2 separate regions of the Anas platyrhynchos genome follow, and region 2 is linked to region 1. The links are chromatin contacts, called in public Hi-C maps. All regions are on one chromosome and are shown on one strand. The core of a region is the stretch at or near the end of the contact, and the rest is flanking DNA. Distances in the headings are between cores, read along the strand shown. Region 1 holds the start of VAV2 (vav guanine nucleotide exchange factor 2). Region 2 holds the start of ADAMTS13 (ADAM metallopeptidase with thrombospondin type 1 motif 13).

Region 1 (5,174 bases), core at 527-3,026:
GTGCTTGCACAGCACACAGCAGAACTCCAGATAACGTTACGTTATTTATCTGTGAATGCTTTGACACCCAGATTCTCACATGCCCTCGTGACCAGGAAATTTCCCCTCCCTTTTTACCAAGCTCTGGGCTGTTCAAACAGGACAGCAGCTTCCCAGCTGCCCATGGGCACGGCAGCTGCGGGGCCGGGGACGCACGGCCAGGTTTTGTTGGTTTCTCATCGATTTTCATTTCCCGATTTCCACGCAAATGCCGTGCGGCTCAGCACGCGGGAACACGGAGAGCTGCAAACCAGCCAGGCAGAGCCAATCTGGTGTTCAAGCATCCTTCCACCAAAACAATCCCAGATGGAAACACGCCCAGGGAGGGAACCCTAAAGCCTTAGGGTCACCCGACCCCAAATCCTGGTGGTGGGCAGCGCTGAGCCCAGCCCTACAGCACCATGCCCCCAGGTCCGGGGCAGGCTGGCAGAGCTCCTGGGGAGTGTTTTCTTCTCGTTTTTGATCTTTCTGGGCAAACTTTTGCCCCTCGGGCCAGCAACCCTGCCAGGACAGCGCTCAGAGCACCGCTCCTGCAGCGCATCAAAGCCGAACATAAGCCTCGAGAAAAGCCCTGGAAGTAACCACGCCAGCCTCATCCCGGCCGTGCTGGCTGCTTTTGTTTCGAGAGGGCTATAAATATGGGGGGGGGGGCACACACAGACTGCCTTCTTCCCCCGGGGCGGTTTCTCCCCCCCCCAGCCCCCTTGTGCAGCCGCTGCCGGCTTCCCAGCCCTGAGCCCCGGTGCTGGGGCTGAGCCTCGGGGTACGGGTTTGGAGCTAAAATAGGGGGGTTGGGGGCTAAGGGCAGCCGGGGGGGCTGGAAAAAAAGCTCTACACACACACACACACACCTATCCACGCCCGCACTCACTCATCCCACGAAGTTTTGCAAGAACAACACAAAGAGCCCTATACGCATACCACCACCCCCCCAAAAAAAAATAATAAAAAATAAAAATCCAATGAATACCTGGGACATCTGGGGCCTGAAGTTGATGTCCTTGAGGTCGATGGAGCCGGGGGAGAGGTTGTGGAGCAGCTGGCACAGCAGCACCCCGTCCCGCAGCGCCTGCGCCAGGTCGAAGACCACCGCCGAGGGCCAGACCACCCGGTGGTTGGGGGGCAAAACTTTGCAGTCGATGAGCCAGCGGCCGCACTGCCTCCACTCCTCCATGGCCACGACCTTCCTCCTCCTCCTCCTCCTCTTCCTCCTCCTCCCTGCTCAGGGGCAGCGGGCGGCTGCCGCCGCGCTACCGCCCCGCTCCATCGCCGCTCACCGCCCGGGGAAGCATCGGCGGGGAGGAGGAGGAGGAGGAGGAGGAAGGAGGAGGAAGGGGAGGAGGGGGACGGCGCCGAGTTTTCCGGCGGAGGGCTGCCCCTGCCCCCGCTGCGGCCCCACCGCCGGGGCTAGGCGCGCCGCATCGGCCCGGGAACAAAGGGGCCACCCCCGCGCAACTTCGTGTCCCCCCTCCCCGGCCCGGGGAAACTTGCTCCTGCCGCTGCTGCTTTTGCTGCTTTTGCTCCTTTTGCTCCTGCTTTTGCTCCTCCTGCAGCCGCTGCTCCTGCTCCCGAAGCTGCTCCTGCTCCCGAAGCTGCTCTCGCTCCTGGTGCTGCTCCTGCTTTTGCTCCTGCCCCCGCCCCACCTGCACAGCCGCGGAGCTGGCGCTGGGGACGCCCCCGCTGCCGTCGCGGGTGGGAATTTGCTGCCCCCCCCCTCCCCTCACCACCACCACCACCCCCGGGCCGAAGCCCCCGCCCCGCCGGGAGGAGCTCCCGGCCCGCCCCCGCCGCCCCTTTGTCTGCGGGAGCGCTGCACGCCTCCTTTCCTTCCCTTTTATTTTTTTTTTTATTTTCCCCTTTATTTTCTCTCTTTGCACCCCCCCCCGCTCCCTCCTCCTGCAGCTCCCCGCTCCCCGTCCTGCTGCGGACCCCCCCCAGCCGCCCGCTGCTCCGCTCCCCCCCGGCCCCCGTTCGCATTTGGGGTCCCCAAGACCCCCCCCCAGCAGCCTCCCGGCCCTCCCCCGAGCAGCCGCTGCTTTGTCTGGCTCCACGCTCCCCCTCTCCGGCTCGTGTTTGGGCTGCAAATACTGCAGGGGAGATGTTTAACCCAAACAAGCGATCGTGTTCCTTGACTTTCAAACACGAAGACAACTCCTATAATTAATTACCAGCGTATTTATTGCAAACCTCAACTCTTGGCCATTAACTCCTTGGCAGCAAACTCCTGAAAATCTCTAATTTTCCCTCGGTGGCTCCCATCCAAATCAGCACACTTCAGAGCAGCCTCTTTTCAAATCTGGTCTGAGTTTTCTTTGGAGATCCTCTCCCAAGAGTTTGTCAATTAATTTTCGTCCTGGCTTTCCAGATAGCCAACACCGGAAGCCGAGGCTGGGACGAAGGGAAGCTATTAACCTGGATGTCAAACAAATGCAACGCTAATCTCTTCCAAATGTAGCCAAGTGGAGATAAAGAAGAAAGAGCAACTCTGCTGGCATGACCCTTCGCTTCCAGGATGGGAAGGAAGATCCCTGTAAAGAATGAAAAACAATTGTTTGATATTCCAAGGACAGTTTGGAGAAGCTTTTTTATTTTTTTATTTATTTTTTTTCAAATAGCACGGGAAGTGCTTCTTTTAGCCTGATGTGCTGGCGCTCGATCTGCCCCCGGTCTGGCTGCGTGCGGTGCCTGGTGCGCCTCTGGCAGGGCAGGATGGGTGCGAGTATAAACGGAGAGGGAACAGCATCCCTGTGCCCCGGCCTCGCAATCAGAGCTGTGCCCTGCCCTGGGTGTACTGGGGAGCATGCTGATCCGCAGCTCCCCGTACCCTGCGGAGGTGATTTCTCTCCATAACTTTCTCATTCCTGAAGTTCACCATTAAGCCTCTCTGCCTGGGCTCCAGCAGCACCCAGTGGGCAGGAGTCACGCAGCCATTGAAAGGCGTGGAGTCCTGCCAGGGATAATTTTGGGTCACTGAGCCCTAGTCTGCCCTGTGAGATCAGGTCTGTAGGTAGAGGGCTACAGAGGAGTTTATTATATGCGTATAATTAAAGCTGCTTGCTATGGCCTGGCTTTTTTTACTGCATAATAAAACCCCTGCTTGGCCCCCGGACACTTAGGACCGATCGCCGCAGCTGCAAAGCCAGCATCTGCGTGGGAGGTGCTGAAGCAAGGACGCTTCTCACCCACCTCTGCAGCAGGAAAAACAGCTGATAGCAGGGATTTCTGAGAGGGGAAACAACTGGAAGGCAAGGCTCGGCGACGAGCGTGCAGCCAGCACGCACTCTTGTGGGCTGCGAGCTGCAGATCATACAAACGTCCTGAACCCGGGAGTATGGGACAAGCAAAGAGGATCTGGGAACTGCTTCCAGTGTGAACCTAAAGCTGAAAGGGGGATTGGACAAATGAAAGGAGGACGGGGTGGGTTTTGTGCTCCCCTCTCCTGCCCCTTGGCACTGCTGGGAATGACAGGGAATGATGGACAGCCAAGGAATGACAGACAGCCTGGGAATGAGAGACAGGCAGGGAACGAGAGACAGCCAGGGAATGACAGGCAGCCAGGGAACGACAGACAGCCAGGGAACGAAGGACAGGACAGCCCGGGGCAGCGGCGGAGCTGCTGGCAGAGGCTGACACCACCCTCTGCTGGGCACCCAGCGCGCTGCTCTCGGCCCTCGTGGCCCATCCTCGTGTTGCTTTCTCAAGTGAGGGGCCTGAGAGATGAGCGCTGGAAAAATACTAAAACAGAACTAGTAACAGAAGGGGCTTCATGGCTTTTCATCCCCGGGGTCTCAGTAACTCGGTGCCGGCAGGAGCCCCCAGCTGGAGCATGCAGAGAAGCTGCCACCACGCTGCCTCTTAGGAGCATCCATCTGAAAACCTCCCTTAAATACCAGGGCCGTGCCTCCACAAAATCCCCATTTCTGAGTGTCCGTGGATTGCCATTGCCACCTTCTGGATCAGGCTGCGTGTGCACCAGCCTGTCCCACAGGACACCCATCCCCAGCTGGGGCCTGGCTGCCCGGGCAGGAGCTGTCAGCAGTCACCGTGCAGCCTGGTACCACTTGTATCACACCCTGAGACCCTGCGGGTTCCCTTCTCCAGCTATTTTAGGAAAGCTGCGGGAGGCACAGCTCGGCCAACGGTGCTCAGCAGTGGCTCTTGCTCGATCCTCGTGGAGACCCGAGGCTGCTGTGGAGCTCCTGAACCCCTGCACACCCAGAGCAGCCGATGGGGTGAGTGCCTGCGGGCTGGCAAAGGGGAGCAGGAAAGTGAAAAACAAATCTGGTTCCACTCAGTGATTTCACATTTTGCTCTGCAGCTTCCCCAGCGTGGGGCCTGGGCTGGCTCCTGTCTCTGCTGTGCTAGCGGGAGGGGATCAGGCGGAGCTGGGACATCTCCAGTGCTGACCACATCCATGCGTCCATCCTGCCGTTGTCCTTCCTTCCTTCCCTCCTCCCCTTGGGAAGCGGGCAGGAATTCCTTTTCTCTCCCTCTGTGCTTCCGCGCAGCCTTTGCTTGTTTCTCCCTCCTCCTTTTCCCTTTAATTAAATTACCCTCATCTCCCCCCACGGGTTGTTTTTTTCCCTTTCCAGCATACTGTCCTCTCCCCCCCTTCTAAGGACGGGGAGCGTGAGAGCGGCTGGGGCTGCGTTCAGCTGCCCAGCAGGGCAAAAACCCCACCAGGGCGCTGCCTTAGCGGGCGGTACGAAGCTTGGCAGCTGAGATTTATCTCCACCAGCATATAAATAAAATAAATAAGTAAATAAATAAGCAAATAAATAAGTAAATAAATAAGTAAATAAACAAGTAAATAAATAAATAATAACCATCTCCCTTCGCTCAGCTCTCTTGCTCCATGCCAGGGGAACCCCAAGATGCTGCTATCGGGGCGCTCCTCGCCCCAAAGCCAGCACCGGGAGCGGCTGGGGGCGGGCAGGAGGCGAGCACCGGGTCCCCCCCCGAGTCCCCCCCCGGTCCTCCCCGGCTCCGCCCCGGCCCCGTCCTCTCCCCCCCGCCGTTGGCTGCGGCTCCTCCCCGCCGTGATGCGCTCGGGAGGCGCCTCCGCAGCCGCTCCGCGGAGCCGCGCCGGGGCCGAGCCGAGCCGGGCCGGGCAGCGCAGGCACGGTGGGGCCGGG
Region 2 (4,544 bases), core at 1,135-3,634, 290 kb before region 1:
TTGGGACTATATAAATTATAAAACTTATCATAAGTTATATAAATTTGTATTTGACACTGAATCTTCTTGCCGTGAAGAGCACAACACTAAAAGGAAATCAACTTACACATTATTCCCACACCATAATTAACACGTGAATTTCATCTGGGATATCAGTGACCATTCTGTAAAAAAAGTACTTCTTCCCACATTTTTCCTAGCATTCAGACTAGATTTTATTTTCAATTTTTTTAATGTAAGTCTAAAACTTTTTCAAGCTCAACCAATGAGGCTTTTGTGGTAGCCTATTAAAATTACCTTCCTTGAAGAACATGTTTGGGAAAAATCTCCTACCTGTCTTTATGTTCTCAGGACGTATGCCACTAACAGCAGTTCTGTAATCCGTCACCTCTTCTGTAGGTTTGACATACTTATCATAAACACACTTCCCAAATTGGTTCACAATGGACACTCGAGCCACAATACTGTCTTCACCATTTGGTCCCACTCCCACCATCTCGCAGTCCATGGCTACTGTTCTTGTCAGACTGAAATGAAAAAAGGACAGCTTGGTGACACACCTGTTACAAGGACAGTACAGTGAAATTCACAAAGTGCACACATTTGGGAGAACTCAGCAGTGTGACTGTCAGCAGACCCAGGGGGATGTCAGCTTACATATTGCATCCACAAATCAGAGTTATCAGAAGAATCTTGATGCTTCTGCTGTCATGCTTCCCACTGGAATGCCACTCACCCATCAGAAGACTTTTCTTTAACCAGCACCCGCTCCACAGACTGTTCGGATCGGCCTGTTGGAAGTCCCAGTTTTCTTCTAGCAACTTCTGCTGCTTCAGGTCCTATTGCTGCTTCAATATCTTGTGGATCAACGTCATCAAACCAGATGTCAGCCCTGGTAAGTACAAATTTAATTATATTAAATAGTTTTTAAGTGGTTTTGCATCTTTATACTGTAGGAAAAGCATTTTTTTTTTTAAATTAAAAAATCAGCTCTAAAAAGTAGTCTAGCACTGTCATCTATACAAATCTGTTGCCTTATCTGAGGAGGGGCACTGTTCATCTTATTTCTCCCAAAATGTAGTCTGGAAGAGTGCAGCTATTTCGAATCTAATACTCTGTACTCCTTACATACACCTACTAAAATAAACATTCAAATACATGCATCATGCCTGAAGTACTCACTCTTTGGGCTGCTGCTCCACATCTTCAGCTTTCCTCTTCTTATGTTTTACATCACCCTTCTCCTTTTCAATATTGCCATTCTTCCTTTTTTCCTTGCAGCCTTTCCCATTGGTGCCATTTAAATTCTTGTCCGTTGCAACCTTCTTGGATTTTGGCTTAGCCAAAGGAGCATTGTCTTTAGCAGAACTGTTGTCCTTTTTATTTATGGATTTGGGCTTTAAATTCTTGTCCGCTGCAACCGCCTTGGATTTTTTCTTATCCAAAGGAGGACTGTCTTTAGCAGGACCATTTTCCTTTTTGTTTGCAGATTTGGGCTTTACCACGTTCTCACTCCCATTGCTAGCTGGAGCTTGTTGGCTGTTCCCCTCTTTGAGGGGATGCTTCTTTTTGGTGTGCGTTTGACATGCAGAGGGGGGCTCATCCGACTTATTTGCCTTTTGTTTCAGTAGCTAAAATGACCAAAAGGGAAAAAAAAAAAAAAAAAAGAGAGAGAGAAAATAAGATTATATCCCTTCAGTTCTATCCTGCTGTCATTTGTCAGAGTACTCCACACAGCGCCTCAGGGTGAAGCCAGGGGTCTCTACCTGGCTGAAGGGGCATTACTGCAACGGCACCTCCCCTGCGGGTTATTTTAACACAAATGCGTATTTTTTCATTACTATACGCGCTAGGGAACTGCGCTAGCAAGGAAAACGACAGCATCCCCGGCCCGGCAGCTCGCCCTCACCTCCTGCAGCGCCTTCCAGTTGGCGGAGAACTCCTGAGGGCTGCGGGGCGGGCCCGCCGCCATCTTAGGGCCCTGAGGCGCGGCCGGCTTCGGGGGGCGCCGCCGGAATTTCTTCTTCTTCTTGCCCTTCCCGGCGCTCGGCCCCGCCGCCCCGGGCTCCGCGGGGCCCCGTTTTGCCATGAGGGGACGGGGAACGGGAATCGAAGGGAGTGGCGGCCGCCGTTTCCTCAGCGCCTCGCAGCAGCGGCCCGGCGGGGAACGTGGCCCCGCGCTGCGGTTCCGGGCGTCGGGGCCGGGTCTGCGCTGGCGGCCCCTGGCGGCTGCGGGAGTGCTCGGCGCTGAGCCGCCCGTGGGGCGAGCCCTGAGGAGAGGGAAGGCTGGGGAAGGGGGTTGAATAAAGCTGGGGCTTCGATAAAGCTGGGATTTCAATAATGCTGAGGTTTCAATAAAGCTGGGGATTTCACGAGGGTGTTGTCTGCGTGCTTGGGGGGCAGGACCTGCGGGCCGGTGGCTCCCTGAGGGACTGTCCCTCTTTGCAGAAAATCAACTCTCCTGTTTAAACTGTATATTCTTTGCTTCTGTTCCACGATTGTATGCACCCTGTGTGGCCACCATCAGGGCCTGGCTCATGGTTTCGAGGTGCTGGGTCTTGCCATGCTTCACAGTATGTCTGAGGCTCCAGCAGAGTCGAGGTGCAGGGAGCAGCAAGGCACAGGTTGAACAAATTGGAGCCCAGTTCCCTGCAAATTGTACCTTGTTTATTTGGCTGCTAAAACTGCCCCAAACTCCTCTTATGGCTGCGCTCTCTGGCTGTGATAAAGCTGCAAACGTTGCGCAAAAAGCTCTGCCCCTACAGCTGTTCCTGTAAAGCTTCCCGCAGCAGTTCGATTCCCCCTCAACTGTCCCTCTCTGCAGAAAATCAACTCTCCTGTTTGTTTAAACTGTGTATTCTTCGCTTCCGTTCCACGTGATGCCTTGGGCTAAGCATTTTAATCACCCCTGGGCCAGAGTTTACCCTGCCGCACTGGTTGCAATTCTTCCAGCATGATCATCATCAGCTTGATGATCCGAGCTCTCATGATGTTCCCTCCGGGATTTTGTTGGCCATCCATTCTCCAAGAGGTAAGTTTGACCTCCAGAAAATGCAGTTTCCAGGAAGCCTTTTTTATTTCTAGGAAAAAAAAAAAAAAAAGAGGAGAGAAAATGCAATGTGTTCTAAGCCAAAATGTATCAAACCTCACTAATCAAGAAGATAAAGTTATTTCCTCTGGGTGGCCATTGTACAGCATATGCTTAGTGCAAACTAAAACCATTAGAACTTGGCATTGATACTTGTTGAATTGTTTGCTGATGTTTCTTCTAGGTTAGGTTCAGTTAAATAATAGTCTTGCATCCATTTGTTTTTCTTTAAAAAAATAAATAATAAAGTAAAACCATTCTTCTTCTTGCAGAAATTTCTCAGAGCATTGGATCCGGAAGATATTTTCTCTTACTTTGGAACCAGCTCAGTGTCTGATGGTATGCAGAGCTCCTTCCTTCTTGATGTTGGAACACATTTGTCAGTTTATTTCTAATCCCGTACATTTGATAATGCTAAGAACACTTATTAACTAACTCTGTTCTGACAAGCATTTAGCATTTCTGAGTTGCATTACTCAGTGAGGTAATCCATGTCTCAATGTGTTGAAGAACTGGGTCAGTCTTTAAAATCTCCTAAAGGAGATATGATAAATCTTTTTATGCGTTTCTGCTACAGTCCTCATTCTCTGTATTGGTATTTTTCTACAAGATTAACGCATCCAAGTCATCTGAATGGGAAGCTATAAACTAAGAATAGCTTTAAATGCACTTGTTTATTTTTTAAAAATAAACAGATGGAGAGACTAGCACTCTAGGTCTGGATTGGTGGCAGTTCAGAATAAAGACACATTCTGAACTCCCAAATTCTTGAAGCAAGGATGCTGTTGACCTGTGAGTTCATCTAGTGCACTTTCCAGTGTCTCTGTTTGGGTTATGATTATTCTCACTCAGTAATGCTTAACATCTGAGGAAGTAAAACTGTCTCAGCCTTTGTCAAATGAACCATTCTCCTTAACAAGGCAGCAGAAGCACAGATAAGTCAGGAGCTAGTTTCAGAGCTGTTGTCTGTTCCCAGTCAGAGTACACCGCTTTGGAATAGCTGAAAGCACAGAAGTTCTTTGACTACTGGCAAAATGACCTCAAAAGGCACAGTTATCAGCTGGAGAATAATTTTTTACAAAGATACAAATTATTATATTTGTTTTCTGTGTATCATAATTTCTTATAACTGTTCCCCTTGTTCTGGTTTTGTTTCATTTCTTTCAGTACCCGAGTTTGTGGTTGCTCAGCCGACTTGCCCTTGTAAAGAAGAGCACATTGAGCTGACATGTCAAATTCAACATTGCTCCATTAAGGCCTGGGGAGAAATCTATGCCTTTGAATTTCTAGAGGACCATGCCCTCGTTTCTTCTTCCTTTGTGATCAATCAAGTGGTGAACTCTTCCTTTAGCTTACTGAAGCAATTCTCAGGCAACTGCTTTGCAGGTGGCAAACCATCACTACCTCCTGGGGCTGAGTGTAGAGTCACTTATTGTGAAGGGCAGCTGGTGAGTAT

The links. Hi-C and Micro-C count contacts between places; a contact is called where the count stands out from the background.
Region 2: a contact with region 1 is called in a Hi-C map of subcutaneous adipose tissue, with 1.6 times the contacts expected there. The contact joins the promoter of ADAMTS13 here to the promoter of VAV2 in region 1. A contact is called at or near these places in 2 of 8 Hi-C or Micro-C datasets (skeletal muscle and subcutaneous adipose tissue).

What each region holds. Positions count from the first base shown.
Region 1 is chr18:8,900,024-8,905,197 of IASCAAS_PekinDuck_T2T, reverse strand. It overlaps VAV2 (vav guanine nucleotide exchange factor 2), which reads right to left and starts at 1,776. Exons shown (of 28, transcript XM_027471053.3): 1 at 1,010-1,776. The coding sequence starts at 1,213. It overlaps LOC110351613 (a long non-coding RNA gene), which reads right to left and starts at 5,019. Exons shown (of 2, transcript XR_003500981.3): 1 at 4,866-5,019; 2 at 2,195-2,567. BRD3OS (BRD3 opposite strand) reads left to right here and starts at 5,042. Exons shown (of 2, transcript XM_072025475.1): 1 at 5,042-5,158.
Region 2 is chr18:9,188,497-9,193,040 of IASCAAS_PekinDuck_T2T, reverse strand. It overlaps ADAMTS13 (ADAM metallopeptidase with thrombospondin type 1 motif 13), which reads left to right and starts at 2,384. Exons shown (of 29, transcript XM_005013267.6): 1 at 2,384-3,031; 2 at 3,361-3,427; 3 at 4,256-4,536. The coding sequence starts at 2,954. It overlaps REXO4 (REX4 homolog, 3'-5' exonuclease), which reads right to left and starts at 2,233. Exons shown (of 8, transcript XM_072025399.1): 1 at 1,910-2,233; 2 at 1,183-1,631; 3 at 737-892; 4 at 334-527. The coding sequence starts at 2,089.